Regions from separate parts of the Hordeum vulgare genome. Here region 1 is linked to region 2. Evidence: chromatin contacts called from public Hi-C data. All regions are on one chromosome and are shown on one strand. The core of a region is the stretch at or near the end of the contact, and the rest is flanking DNA. Distances in the headings are between cores, read along the strand shown. Region 1 has its middle 430 kb from the start of LOC123406199. Region 2 has its middle 350 kb from the start of LOC123403166.

Region 1 (4,517 bases), core at 447-2,946, 950 kb before region 2:
CGATCAACGGGTGGAATAATTCTCACCCAGACTAGTGGAAAATTTTCAAATCTTCCATTGGTATGTGATTGTTGTCAGACCAAGGGGGGACATGATTTTCAAAACTCCTTCTAGGAGAAGTGAAATGTGTTTTCCCTGACCGAGAATATTTTCTCGGCAACCCCTTGCATGTATCCCGTTGACCGTCCTTAGACTGTACGTTAGTCCGGTAGTATGTTTTTCCTAATGCTAGGTGAGTAGCGATGTATTATTTGATTGCATTGTTTGCAACCGCATATGAGTGATTGTTTTCTATATGATTGCCTTGTTTGTACGTGCAACTGAGTGATCCTGTTCCATGCTTCCATGAGTGAATTATTTTTGTTCCCTAAGAAAATATGTGGGACGATATTTATTTTTAAAGGGGGTAGTGTCCGTCACACCCCAAAATTTTAATAATATTTTTATGAAATAAAATATTGCCTAGAACCAAAAGTTTTGAGAAATAAGTTGCTTCATGACTTTTCTCTAGGTCTCTTTACAAAAGATTTCTCTTCAAGTGGTATTTTTGTAGATCATTTAGTGCTTGAGCTCTTACTTGAGACCCTCTTGAATTCTTTATTAGATGGGATATTATTTTGTCCATGCTTAATTAAATATCTGAATTTCTGGATTTCAATTAATCTATGAAACACTCCTTTATAAAGATGCTTTCCCTAAGTAAAAGTTTTTGAAAATTTATGTGGGAACCTCAAGTACTTGCATCAGAACATTTCTTTTCTTCTGGAAATTTCATGGGAGAATTTATTTTAATATTTTTCCAATGTTTCCTTTATTGAAAAATGACTTATATTTTCTTTAAGGACCTGTTTTGCACTACAACCTTGTGACCACTTCTGAAAATTCTATACAAACTTGAAGTTGACCTATGATGTCCTTGGATCACATCTATGCAAAAACTTACCCAAGTGTTTTGAAATTTTTGAGAACATTAACTTCTTTTCTAATCTGGTCCAGATTTGAGTTTGTACTACAACCCCTAGAAATAATATTTCAAAAAATCTATAAAAATTTGGGGATGTCAAGTGATGCATGAGATCCACTTTTGTGCAAAAACCCCACTATGTGCTTTGGAAAAAACTAGCATAACATTCATTTTTCTGTTCTGGTCCAGTTTGATGATTTGTACTACAACCATATTGTTTCACCCTCTATTTGCTTTGAAATTTTGCATGCTTGTATGGAACCCTACCAAAATCTTAACTCCAAGAGATGAGCCCCATTGGATGATTTTAAGTGCATGTGATGATAGCTTCAAGATTTTGTCAATCAATATATGTTTCAAAATCTTGCATTAGCTAGTTTTGCTTTTTGCCAAACTAACCTCACCACAATTGCTAGAACCTAGTGAGACCCTAATTTGGAGGATTGGGTTGGCATCAAAGCTCATTGGAGGCCTCTTGCAATTAATCAAGCACTTGTGGTGCATGCCTAGATTTAGAATGAGTTTGGACGTGCACTGTGGAGTTGCCTCCCCAGCCAGACCCTCATGTCCAGTAGCCTTGCCTTACCTTCTAACCCACCCCTGTTAAGTGTTAGCTACAACAGATCATGGTAGACCACACCAACATTTCATCGAGCACCTGGTGAGCGTGCCCGAGAGCCCACGTGTTGCACGCGCTTGTTCGTGCCGCCGCGTCACCACGCCCCTTGCGACTTTGGTTAGCTTCTAGAGCCGCGCCGAGCCCCCTTCCCTGACAGTTGGTCGCCACCCCTGTGCGCGACCAGTGCAGCGGCAGCGCGACGGGCGTGGATTGTTCTGTGTCGCTGCAGTGGCCGACACCGCCCAAGCAGCCTCAGCCAGCCACCTACTCCCTAGACCACCTCTCGTGCACCAGCTGCTCGCTGCCTTGCTGCCCCAGACGCCCTGCTATCGCCGCTGTGTGCCTGAACCACCGGTAGCTCTGTCTCCTGCGTTCTTATTCGGAGGCCGCTGCAGAACCGATCTAAACCAGCTATAAAAGGAGTCCTTGAGCCCCTCTGAGCTCCTCAGTAGCCTCTCCTGAATCTTAGCCCCCTCCCCCTCGCCTCAATTCTGTCGGAGCTGCTCGTTTGTGACAGTAGCACCGTCGCAACTCTCTGATGAGATCCGCCACAGCCGAAGCCCCTATTGCACCCCACCGCACCAACCGCACTCCCTAGACCCTCTCGAAGCTGCGCCACCTCTCGAGCTCGACAAGAAGGCACTGTAAGCTGAACCAACCGAATCGGAAACGTCGTCCGCCATTGTTGAAGCTTCGCCCAGCCCTGAGCTATGTTGCTCTCCTAACCGCCAAAAATGGATGCGGTGTGCCCCCACGAGCATGTGCATAGTCGTAGCGCGTAGGGAGGTGCCCTGTGCCGCTGGCGAGCCTCGCCGGAAGATCTCCTCTGCTCTGCCCACGCTCGCACGGGAGGAAGCAGGAGGATCCGACAGGCGGGTCCCGCCTGTCGGCGAGCCAGCCTCAGCCCCGCGTGGTGCTGCCTACTGTTGCGCCTCCCCCGTAGGTAAATGCCTCCCTCAAAATACGTTTTCAGTTCTAGAAAGCGCATTCGTTTCCGAAGCGTTTTATTTTAGAATAGATTTTTAAAACAGATTCTAGGAGAATCTTAATATGGCTATAACTTTTTATAGGAAAGTCCAAATGGACTGATTCTTTTTCCTACCATTTTCTAACGGCCTCTAGTTTGTTTACATATTTATTTTAAAAGTATTCAAACAACTTTTGTGTGTCTTTTAATGTTTGTGTGTTGATTCAATTATTTTTCAAATTAGGATTTTGAAGAGAGGATACCTACTCCAAGATGTGGGATATACATCACCCTCCTCAAAACCCTAAGGCAAGCATCTTGAATCCAAATTTGCATAAAGTTGTGTGATGATTGTGGTGGTGCATATATTGCATGATTTTAGGTTATGTTGATAAAAATCTCGCATGAAATAATACCTTGCATAATAGCATGTGATGGATATTGATGTTGCTAAGTTTTTGGAAGGCAAGCGGTGAGTGGTTATTGCCTCATACTTAGTATGCTACGTTGGTCTGGACAACCTCGGAGTAAGGTGTTTCTGGTGGAAATGAGACTATAGGGTGACGCCTCGTGGGACGAAAGTGGTCAGTGAAAGCATGTCGGGGTGTGATGGTAGTAACCCGGAGATAATATCTTTAGCAAGATTGTGTGGTACTAATCCTTGCAGGAATAATATTAAACCTCCTAAGTCGACCATAGATCGAGTCTTGTCTGTGTGTCACCTTTCCCATCGTACTACCATAGTTTCCTGGATAATCTCTTCGGTATAGTCAGTTGTAGACCTATTATCAGTCACACACCAAGTAGAGGGGCCAAGATGAAGGTATCCAGGTCCCTGGATTAAATCCAGTCATCCGGTCAGGGGCATGGGTGTTTCCAGTCTGCGACCGGAAGGGAGGGCACTTTCCGTGAGCACGCGGTATAGATTTTGATCCCATTCAAGTCGAGGTCGGAGCGTCCCCGTCTTATGGTTTTGCCTTGGCAGCGTAGTCCGGGTGATGCCGGGATTCGCGGAGGAAAAATCGGTGTGTGCTGGTTATGAGAGTTTACTTCTAAAATACCGTACGCGGGATTAGTCCGAGTGACTATCGAAAACTGTTGGCTGTGGGTAAAGAGTACACCCTCTGTAGAGTCAAAACTATTCGAGTAGCCGTGTCCACGGACAAGGACGACTGGTTGACTAGTCAAGTGTCTGTCTGAGTGTCGGTCTTTGGAGGTAGTTAAAGAAGTATGAGACCAATCAGGAAGTATGGTGGACTATTATGTACATTATTTCTGAGGACTAACCCCTATGATTATGATTGTTGAATATCTCTAGGACGGTTCTACCTCCTGGATATTCTTTACTTATTCATATAAGCCCTTTATATGGTGTCGCTTAGACGCCCGACTGTGTAATGTTTATTGTTTCGTATAAGCCCTTTATGTGGTGTCGCTCATACGCCCGACTGAGGCATGCTTATTATTATTTCTTATAAGCCCTTTTCTGTGGTGTCGCTGAGACCCCCGACTGTGGAACAAATATTATTACTTATTCATTACTACCTTCCTTGCTTGTTTGTAAAACATTGGTGGAAACATTGTGTATCTATATGAATACATTCATGAATTAAATTCTAATGGCATGATATAATTGTTAGTGGAATATGCATGCATCTCACCTCCTTAACTTATCTGTTTTCTTGATGTTTGCAAGTACATTCAAAGTACTCACTGGCTTGTTCCTGGCTATTGTCTTGGCCAGATTGCTTTTGGAGAGGAGCATGACGCCGTCAACCTCGGAATATAGGAGTTATGGATAGCAGTCTCATGAGATATGAATTTATCCAGGTCAGCTATTCCTATGGGAACGGAGTCCCTTAGACACTGGAAAATTTCTCGAGTCGCTTCCGCCGTTAACCTCAGACTTTTGTCCAACCAAGTTGACCTCCATGGTCTTGTAACCCAGATTTTTTATTTTGATTGGA
Region 2 (4,418 bases), core at 597-3,096:
GGGTTACATGTTACCGACATAGATCGGCGGTAGATGGGACGAACTAGTCCTCCTGCCTTGGAGTGCATGCCTAGTCTTCGGAGCATTCCATCTTGATTATGTAGACGTCAAATAATCGGATCTTTAATTATGCAACCCATATGATTGGCCCATAAGGGACAACACGACTGCCCGAGGACCCCTTAATCTGGAACTCCCTCACCCGGTGTATGCGAAAACAGCCCATGGTCGCCAACCTAGCACCACCCTGTCTCGAGAGAGTGACTCAACCTTCCCCCACAAGTAATGCGGGCTCTCTGCTAGCATCGACAAAAGTAATCAACAATGCCCCATCCCACAAAGGGGTATCATGGTCGCACATGTAAGGTTGAGATGGTCAACACATCTTAAATCAAATCCATTTTCAAAAACCAGAGACGCTCACTTGCCTTGGTACACCACTTCTTTGTCAAGAGGTTACCTAGGTCAACACCATCTCCCTCGGGCATTAGTGGCACCCGACGGGGTTTCTGAAAAGTCTTCGAAAGTATTTTCCCTTTGTCTGTTACCATCCATATCCCCATCCCATTTGCGTAGAAACTACTAGCGACCAAACTACTTACGACCCGCACGATCCTCATAGGATGGTAGGGTCATGCTCAGTGCAAGTATCAACGAGGAAACATCAGAGACAACCCACCGAGGTGGTCACCCATTCAACATGCTTCTGATGCAATGAAATAAAATTCCATATGACATGCATAAATGGTTTCAAGTCATCTTCAAGGGGCTTTTTTGCCTGGCTTAACAAAGTCTCTGGGGTCTACAAAGTCTTCTGGTCCAAGCCCCATGTCAACAACGCAATCTATCGTCACAATTATAACGACAATAATAAGGCCATAGCAAAAACTGTAAAAATAACACACTCAGAAAAATGTCAACCTATTTTTGTAAAATACTAGAGTTAATATAAGTCTTGTAAAAAATATTGGATTTTGAATTTTAATTGTAAAAAGTATCACAAGGCATTTTAATAGATAGTTAAAATATTCATAACTAGGGTTTTAAACAAAAAAGCATAATTCTTTGTGTAAAAATTACACAAGTCACACCATTAAATAGCTTAGGTTTTTGGAAAATTTAGGATTTTGAACCATTGCATTTGGACCATTATTTAATCCTAGTTAATTTTTACAAGTTGCAGATAAAATAGAAGAACAGAAAAGACACTATGCCTTTGTGGGCCAAAGCTGGTAGCTGAGATGACCTAGCCGAACCAGGCGCGTGTGACGCGTGCGTTCAACCCTGACCATGGGCCCTTCCTGTCAGTGGCCCAGAGAGGAGAGAAGAGAGGGAACAAGATGATAGGTGGAGCCCATCGGTCATCTCCTTCCCCACGACAGTGAAGGGGAGGAGCTCACCGGCAGTGACTCCGGCGATGGATTGACGCGACGATGGCAGAGATAGACACACGGCGATACCCCTGATTAGTGAGAGGTGGAGGAGGTCGTCGGGGCTTAGGGGTTCGCTGGTGATGAGGCATGCAACACAGGGAGCTTCAGGTGACGACCACCGGAGTTGTTCCTGGATGCAAACAAGGCGGCAAGCAGGGGGGAAAGGGTGACAACCGTCCCATGGCTCCAGATCATAGAGGAACAGGGGCGGAGGAACTCCCTACCATGCTGGCACCGGTGTCCAGAGATGGCGGCGCTCGCCTCGATCCCGAGCGCAGAGAGTAGGAGAGGGGGAAGAGGTGGTCTAGGCGTGCGATTGGGGTCGGGGAAGAGAGTCCAGAGGTGAGGGGGCCTCGGGGAGGCCTTACTATAGGCGCGCGGTGGCGACAGTGAGTAGCATGCACGGGAGGGCTCGGGCGCGAGGCCTTGGACTGTTGTGGCCGGCCGCGTGGCATGGGCACGACCTAGGGACTGCAAGCGATGTTGCAGTGGGGGTTGGGGACAAGTAGAGGGGCTCTGGGCATCGCCTATGTGACCTCACTCATTGGGGGTCTCTGGCGGCACCACGCACATGCGTGGGGAGCAGCAGGAGGGGCAGAGAGGACAGGCCGAGGACTTGGCGCGAGTTGGTCGTTGAGACGGAGCTGCTTGCTCGCGGGAGGGGCTCGAAGAGGCCAGGTGATGGGCACGGAGTGAGGTCAGCACTTCAGCTGTCGTGTACCGCATTCCAGAGTGCAAGTGTGGCCGACATGATGATGTTTCTCACCTGCTCTGGCATGGTGTCGACAGGATGTAGGGGAAATAAATAAGGGCATCTCCAATGATCGTACGATCATCGTTGATAAAATTGTCACGTAGATGATTTTGATGACATGACGTACAATAAAAGAAGAGAGAGAATGACATCGTATGAACTTGAAGCAACGGTTCAGGCACAAGCTCCGAGGCAAGCATGGTTATTTCTTTAATATTTAATTGACCCCCTTAATTACTTTACATACAATTAACATACACTCCATTGAAGAGCTTGTATGATGTGCTGTTGGTTGTTGACGTGGACACTTATACCAACGATTGAACATACAGACTGTTGGAGATGCTCTAAAGGGGGAGGGAGGGTTGCATGCTCAGGATGCTGGCTAGGAAAGGGAGCGAACAGAGAGAGGGGAGAAAAGATGTTGTCTAGAGGGGAGCAAGTGGACTTTCACCCCCTCAATCATGCATCTAGACGTTGGGGTGGCTCGTGGTGGTGCTCTGGGTCTGAGAGAAGCTGTGGTAACATTTTGGTGGCAAGGGAATAGTTTTGGGGGCTAAGGAGTAGTTTTAGGTCTCTGCCTAAAGGTGTTTAATGGGGTTTTGGGCAAGATTCTTTTTCCCAATTGTTGTGAGGCTTAACAAGATGGAGTTGTGGGTAAAAACAAGAGGTATCACAAACTTGAGCTCATTTGAGAAAAGTTGGTAATGCAAACTTGAAAAACCGTAAAAATGGACAAAATCATATTTCTAAAGCCTAGGATAGGCTAATATATCCCCACATATGCACAACTTGGTGTAGCTTTCTTATTTGGGGTCTAGATCACTCGTGTAAAGTTTGAGTACAATTGGATAAACTTCGCAATGTAAACTTGCTCAAATTTGGTTCTGAACACTGAGGGTTTGGGGCTATTTTGTTGAACCAAACCAACTGGGATTGAGATTCAACTTTGGAGGATCACCACATACATCATGTGTAACTTGCTACAATTTTCAAGCAATATATTGCGAATATTTCCCATGGGAATATCTCAAAAGCTTGAAATAGGCAGAAAGGGTTTTTGCGGAGTTTTGTCCAATATTTTGAACATGACCATGTGTTCAAACTCTTATATATGGAAAATATATGTTCACTCAGATTCCCTATATTTTCTTAAATATTTTTTAAGTAAGAAAATAATTTTTCCCTATGAATTACCTTTTTTGGTATCAGAAAGAAGTATTTAAATAAAATAGGAAAATAACTTTTAAAATAATTATTTTGTGGTTTTGGGAAGTCTTTTTGATAATAGGATCCAAATAAGTTCTTTTGGGTAAAACATTTCTCCTAAATTGAGGACTTGTAGTACAAATCTCAACTCGGGGGTTATTGAGACAAGAATTTTGTTTGTGATTTTATAAAAAATAGTTTATGGTCCTATACACATGACATGATCATTGGGCAAAGGTTTGGGGTCAAGGAGATGAGTTCTTGAGACAAGAATTTTTTTTGCGATTTAAAACACAATCAATAACACGAGCAAGTATCAACCAGATCAACCATCACAAGCACACAAAAAGTTTTAATTGGTTCTGAATTTTGTAAAAACATAATATGGCAAAGTGGTGGAAACACATGTTGTGACAGACCCACACCCCTTACAAGAATCTCTTCCCCGAGATTCCTAGTCTAAGCGCTAAAAAGAGAAGGAAACTCTGATCTAAGGTAGTCTTCATGATCCTAGGTTACTTCTGCTTCACCCAAGATGCGGATTTGTCTCTGGTGGACCTTGAAGTACTAGATGGTGCGGCATCTGGTGCAACACTCCGCTTCACCCAAGATGCGGATTTGTCTCTCACGATAAGTGAGGTCTGGATGAAGGTCGATGGCCTGATGATTGATGTCCTTGTAGAGATCGAGGTGGTTGGGAAATTGAAGGCACATCCGGAGATGCGACAAGTGGAAAACATTGTGCACATCTGAGAGCTCGGAAGGTAGCTCTAGCTGGTAGACAACTTCTCCTCAACTTGAAGTGCTCTTGAAGGGGCCTATGTACCTTGGCACGATCTTCCCTTTGACATGGAAGCCCTTGGTCCCCTTGAGAGGCATGACTTGAAGATAGACATGGTCTCCGTTGCTGAAACTCACTTCCCGGCGACGGGACTCGGCATAGTTCTTCTGTCTAGACTTGGCGGTCTTCACACGTTCTCTGACGAGGTGCACTTGCTCTTCGGCTTATGGGAGGATCTCTG

What was found. Hi-C and Micro-C count contacts between places; a contact is called where the count stands out from the background.
Region 1: a Hi-C map of seedling shows a contact between it and region 2, with 2.8 times the contacts expected there. The contact joins two enhancer-like sites. A contact is called at or near these places in 1 of 6 Hi-C or Micro-C datasets (seedling) and 1 of 1 datasets of contacts at active chromatin or transcription factors (embryo).

Annotation. Positions count from the first base shown.
Region 1 is chr6H:244,231,975-244,236,491 of MorexV3_pseudomolecules_assembly, reverse strand. No RefSeq gene overlaps it. Among protein-coding and RNA genes, the nearest start is that of LOC123406199, 430 kb to the left of the region's middle. Within about 2 kb of position 1,696, at least 3 of the 3 cell types and tissues checked have open chromatin away from gene starts, as enhancers often do. A contact at or near this core is called in seedling, where this site is marked.
Region 2 is chr6H:243,280,984-243,285,401 of MorexV3_pseudomolecules_assembly, reverse strand. No RefSeq gene overlaps it. Among protein-coding and RNA genes, the nearest start is that of LOC123403166, 350 kb to the right of the region's middle. Within about 2 kb of position 1,846, at least 3 of the 3 cell types and tissues checked have open chromatin away from gene starts, as enhancers often do. A contact at or near this core is called in seedling, where this site is marked.